Regions from separate parts of the Zea mays genome. Here region 2 is linked to region 1. A link is a contact called in public Hi-C data. All regions are on one chromosome and are shown on one strand. The core of a region is the stretch at or near the end of the contact, and the rest is flanking DNA. Distances in the headings are between cores, read along the strand shown.

Region 1 (3,103 bases), core at 375-2,874:
TATGCTAATGAAGTAATGAGTGTGACAGTACGTCAAGGATCTCGGAGACGCGGCGGGCGCAGCCATGCCGACGGCGCCGAGCGAGGCCCCGGCGGCAGTTGGCCTGGCAGCAGCACCGACGCGGATGCCTGGCATATGGCATATGGCATGGCGCAGTACGTCTGAGGCAGAAAACGGCGGGACTGATGTCGCTTTGTGGATTGTGTTGGTTTTTGTCCAGAAACCGCATAAACCAGACCCATGCATGTACAGGCGTAAATTCCTAATCGATCTCCATCTCCAAAGTAAACGCGACGTTTCACGTTTCTAGAGCGTACGTGTAAGTACAAATTAAAATTTGGACCGAGAGTGCCAGGGAACATACATGCATGAAAAGGCAGGGCACTAAATACAGTACAGACACGCAGCGGTTGCATTTCTTAACGCCATGCATGGCACGGTGAGTGAAAAACAAAGCACTAACCGCAGGACGTACATGTTATTGAAGTCGTTAATAAAAGCTTTAGCAGTACATCATCATCATCATAACGACAGTCAATTTGCTCTAGGCTAGGCTAGTAGTGGTCGGTCGGTTGTCTCTTTTCCTGCCTGCTAGAGATGAGAGAGAGAGAGAGAGCGCACTAGCCAGCTCGATCCAATTAAGCCACCGAAGATCGCCGAGGAATCGAGAGACTGCTGCTGCTGCGAGCTATACTAAAGTGAGGAGGATAAGCTTGCTTAGGCTCTAGTGCTATACCCTACTACCCAGTGAAGCTTAGCGCAGAGACCATCATGCATACGTGTGCGTGTCAGCGTGTGGCTAGTACATTTTTATACGGAGCTAGCCACATGATCTCAGATCTAGGGAGACTGGTAAAGGAAAAGGTAGATACACGTACATGTAGATATATATATTATATGTATATATACCCTAGCTACCTAATTGAGCTCAGCTCCCGCACGTGACCAGCCGGCCGGAGAGCGCGCGCTGTCGGCGATCGATCGGAGGCCGGCGTTCGTTGACCTCGCCCTTGCGCGCGCTCAGGAGCGGAGGATGCTTCGGATGATCTCCGCCGCGGGGCTGTTGTGGTCCATGGTGGACAAGAGGTCCGACAGCCGGTCGCTGAGGTCGTCCACCTCCCGCTGGAGGCTCTTGATGTAGCTGCAGGTCTCCTTCAGCAGCTTCGCCGTCGACGCCTGCATTATGCATGTCATGTCCCCGCCCCGCCGCGCGCATTTTAGACGTTTAAAACTGGAAAAAAAGGCGAGCATGCATGCATATGCACTGCACAGCGCCCCGGAGATGTTGAGCGGGTCAGCCATCTGTTCGCGACCGACGACGCACCTGGCCGGAGCCGCGGCGGCGGCGGGAGCTGGGGAGCAGGGCCTGGAGCTTGGAGACGAGCTCGTTCATCTCGTCCTCGGAGATGTTGCCGTGCGACGACGACCTTCGGCTCGACATCTATCCTCTCGCTCTCTACGTACCTCGTCGTCGTCGTCGCACTGCTTCGCTGCCGCCGCCTGCCGGAACGAACGAACTAGCTCCGCGCAGGGTCGATCGGGCGCTATAAGCTTGAGAACGAACGAAGGTACCGCGTGTATGTGATGCGTCCCGCGCTGGACCTGGACTGGTGGTCGCTCTGCAAAATTAAAGCTGTAGAATAACTGAGTTGTGAGGGAGACAGAAAGGGAGAGGGTGCCTTTATAGCGAGCTGGCTCGTGGTTGGATCCAGATTGGGTCGGAGCGCAAGTGCGTGTAGCGGAGGGACAGGAAGCAAGGGTGGTCTGGTGTTGTAGAGCAGACGAGCAGTTGATTCGATCTCCACGCCTCCACTGCACTACAAGTCTGCAACGAGAGAGAGAGGGAGAGCCAAAGAGGACGAGTTGGGCCCGCGTGTCTCTCTCTGTCTAATCACTGCGGCAGCTCGCCTCTCTCATGCATAGCCCACCGGTAGGCAGTCCGTGTCCCCCCGATCTGCCACGTGCTGATTTGGCTGGTAAACGGAAGGAGAATAAGTAGAGCGGATTTGGCTGGTCTACGCTACGCGGCCAGCCCAGCTCTCCTCACCTTGCTCCGCAAGGCCAGGCTTGCCAGCTACGGTCGGAGAGAGTGGTTACCCAACTCCAACTTGGTCTACAGTTCGGAAACCAATCTAGTAAGTATGGGCTGAATGTTTCCAAATAGTAGATTTTCGTGGTGAGGTCCAACTTGCATTACGAGAAAATCCCCGGTAGGAGGAGGAACCTCGTTGTATCTCCAAGTTCCAGACGATCATAAAATTCTATCCCTAGACTTGTAATGGAATATATACGTGCTAATCCACGTTAGCAAAAGGGAATCTACTGCCAGCATGCTGCTACTAGTAAGTTACATGCATGCATGCACGTAGTGTCACACACAACAGTAAGACACGGAGCACGTGTTTTGTCCTGCACACACATACGTGCACAGCAGACACTCTAATCGCATCGGGATTCTTAATAAAAAAACATGCTAGTCAAGTTTACACTTGTCTGCTAAATTAAAGAGAACGGAGTCGACTCGAAACACCGCTGCAGCAGACCCAAAAGATGCCCCTATTAGCATACGCACGTACGTACGCAATTCTGTCCCCATCCGCCTGTCTGATGTCTGCAGACTGCAGTATCGTCAGTGTTAGACTAAGGCCATCAGACCTTTTTTTTATCACTATAACCAGTCCAGTAATCGTCTTAGCTTTACTGTTTTAGTATCTAATTCAGTGAAAAAACTGCAACAAAGCTAGATGCCACAATACGATGATCAATTAAGCTAGCTAGGAGCATGATCGGCGTAGCGCACGAACGCTCGAGTTTGTCCATGTCCACGCGCGTCGCGCCACCATTCATGATCTAGCTAACAATATTCTACGCGCGTACCTGTACGCCAACCAATGTATGTATATGATGCCCGGCCGGCCGGGCCGCATGCGCTTGTTGGCCACACACACGCGAGTCTACTGTAGTACTGAACGCACGCAAAAATCTCGGAGGGACCGACGTGGAACTGGAACCCCTGCGCCGCTCTGCCATGTCGGAGGCCCCGACCGGACAGCGTACGTGCGCCGACCCTTTCACGTGACAGTCGCGTGGCGCATGCAATGCA
Region 2 (3,103 bases), core at 248-2,747, 80 kb before region 1:
TGCACAGTTCGGTGTCATGATAGGCCCGACGGCGGACGGACTGGAATAAGAGGAATGAGAAGTTATCTCGAGGCGTGTTGAGACCGCGAGACATTGACAAGTCGTCACGAACCCGCGAAACAAAATTGTGTCGCCATCTATTGTTCTCCTTTAGTTGAGCTGTTGGTAGATAAGGTGATTGGAAATCAAATTGTTTTTATCTATCTTGTGTTTAAAATAGATGTCTATTTTTACTTCTTCGTCTCTAGACTATGGATGTGATAATATCATTTTTAGTAATCATCTTGTTGGATGGTTTATTCATGGAATATGATTGATTGTGCATTTAGACATTTAGTGTTCACTAGTACGCTTCTCTCCCTTCGCTGAAAAATACAAGAGTTTGTTTGTTTCCAAATTTCTCAACCCATAAGAGCATCTCCAAGAGACTATATATTTTTGACTCTCTATTTGACTTTTTATTTATCTCTCTATAAAGATTAAACTCTATATGTAGCATCTCATTCGAACAGACTTTCGAACATGCAACTTAGTTTAGCTAGCTAGAGTGGCTAGCCAAGTTTGGCTAGCGATGGGGGCAATTTGGAGAGCCAGATGACTTGGGTAGTTAGATGGCTAATCTGTTGGGAAATTACTTTGCTATTAAATATCCAAATTTTAACTTGACGAGTCATTTGACCGGTCTTTTGGAGATGCTCTAAGAAGGAGCATGGAGCGTACTCCCTTTCTAGGTGTCCCAGGCATGTTGCCAGTTGTGAACCGTCAGTCTTTAACTGTCTCTGAGGTAGATCAGGATGACGGCTGCAGCTGCTCGAGAGATAGCCAACTTGCCATGGCCCCCATACGATTCTCGAAACTCAGCATTTAGCAATGAGGTGGTGCGCTAGCACCTACACAGGGGACAACAGGGGTTGTGCGGCCACCCACGAGTTTACAATCTATCCGATGTCCAGACCCGATTTCAAATGATTAGCGAGGCAAAGATCTTGCACTTGAAAGGTGCCCAGGGTTTCCAGATAAATGTCTTAAAGTTAATGTCAGTATGTTCTATAAATTTGTGCTTTGTATATTGTTGACGTTGAGTAGGAACCCTGCATGAGTGAGGATCCACGTTATCTCATCCTCTTTATTTTGAACGAGGCGAGGAGATTGAGCGGTTGCCCGAAGCTCGACGAACTGGCTCAAGTGGCCGATTGACGAGATGGCATGCAAGGCTGATACTTCTCAGCCATCCATGATGAGCTATCGCTTCTTTGATTGTCGAATTGTGTCTGCCCCGGTGTCGCAAATACCTTGGGCGCTATATTTCTTAAACGCGGGCGTGCGGTGAGGTGCTATGCCAAAAAGAAGTTTTTGCTCCATCACCTATCATTAGTCTTGTTGCTGATGGGCTTAAAACCCCTTGTTCCATAACAAGCTTTTGGCCACTCCACAGATGCGGGCCGATGAATTTCGGTACTGGTGGAGATGTATACGGCCCTAGCTAGGAAATACTAGTGTACTCGATCGACACACCACAAGCCTGGTCATGACTCATGAGGCAACCACAATGCTTAGCTTTGGCGGCGTCGTGAGCTATATATAGCAACATGTGGCGTGTTCTGGTATAACAAACCGAACACTCTATAAGCAAATTGAGAATCTCTTAGGGCTAATTTAGGAACCACAATTTTCTAAGTGATTTCTATTTTTCTATAGGAAAATAAAGTAATTTCCACTTAAAAAATAGAAATTCTTTGGGAAATTAGGGTTCCCAAAATAGCCCTTACATCTAAAAAACAGAGGTGTTTAGTGTTTCTTGTTTTCGCTTCGTTCTCGTCGTGTCCGTCCGTAGCCTGCCCGGCGCACGTTCTAGCTTGGTTAATAGCGCGCGCATAGATCGTAGGCGCTACGTACAGTTGGTGGTACGCACGGGGACGTGGTTACTTAGGGTGTGTTTGGTTTGACTTTTGGCTTTGGTTTTTGCCCACTAAAAGCCAAAAGCCAACCAAAAGGCTGGATCCAGGAAGCAGCTTTTTCTAAAAGCCGACTTTCTCGTAGTGCAAATCTGAAAGCACCTCTGGACATGCTTTTAGTGGCTTTTCGGATGGAACTGTGAAAACATATATCGAAGAATTTTTAACGACTTTTAGTGGTTTCCACCAAACGGTTTTTTAGCTTTTTAACATCTTACAGCCTACAGCAGCTTTTCCACAGCTCACAGCCCACAGCAACTTTTTTCACAGCCACAGCCCAACCAAACAGACCCTTAAGATCCTAGAGTAACGTACTCTCTACATACTACATTTATCCTCTATATCTGTTGTTTGTAGTCTTCTCTAAAAAAATTTATCTTTTATATCTTCTTTCTCTCCAACAACGTCCTCTAAATCACGTCCACCATAAACGAACTTAATTGCTTTTGGGATAGGTCACATCACATACGTCCATAAATAACACTTTGCAGAAGAAGAGACCACTAGTACACAGAGCCTCTATAGTGGCGGTTCTAGAGACGTTTTCACTGGCGTTTTTCAGTGCCGCCAGTGCTAAGGGCCAGTGGAAATGCTATTTCCACTGGCGGTTTGTTTTATTTAGCCGCCAGTGGAAAGGTTTCCCGCCTTTTTTAAATTTTTGTACTGAAATTTATATATTTACACACACAAACACACACACACACACATATATATATATATTGATATTGATAAACATATAGTATTGATATTAAAAGCAACATGGAATTAAATTCTATCATACATTTATATACATATGAAAGTGCATTCATCCCTTTTGTGAGTTTTGGTGATTTGGATAACAACACATTTAAAGGTCTAACAAGTTTGCTAAGTGTTGAACAGGAAATTCAGTATGATGAACATACTTGAATAGTGTATAATGATCAGTGAACAAGGTTCAACACAAGGTCAAATAACCAGTGAGACAATGCAAATGGATATAATATGGTCTCTATATTGGTTTGAGTATATGGACAAGTCCTGAGAAATCACTATGCATAAATATGATCATAATAGAGGTTGAAGTGATTAAGAGGATTGGTCAAGCCAAAGTGAATAAGATATGAGGAATCGTGAATTGGCTTGACCATATTACTATTAGTCCATAT

Evidence for each region. Hi-C and Micro-C count contacts between places; a contact is called where the count stands out from the background.
Region 2: a Hi-C map of leaf shows a contact between it and region 1, with 10 times the contacts expected there. The contact joins the enhancer-like site here to the promoter of LOC100286033 in region 1. A contact is called at or near these places in 21 of 25 Hi-C or Micro-C datasets (bundle sheath, ear, endosperm and 6 more).

What each region holds. Positions count from the first base shown.
Region 1 is chr4:186,815,508-186,818,610 of Zm-B73-REFERENCE-NAM-5.0, reverse strand. LOC100286033 reads right to left here and starts at 1,624. Exons shown (of 2, transcript NM_001158921.1): 1 at 1,325-1,624; 2 at 391-1,176. The coding sequence starts at 1,441. The coding sequence ends at 1,021.
Region 2 is chr4:186,895,520-186,898,622 of Zm-B73-REFERENCE-NAM-5.0, reverse strand. No RefSeq gene overlaps it. Among protein-coding and RNA genes, the nearest start is that of LOC111347720, 22 kb to the left of the region's middle. Within about 2 kb of position 1,497, at least 13 of the 20 cell types and tissues checked have an H3K27ac peak or open chromatin away from gene starts, as enhancers often do. A contact at or near this core is called in ear, leaf, seedling and 1 more, where this site is marked.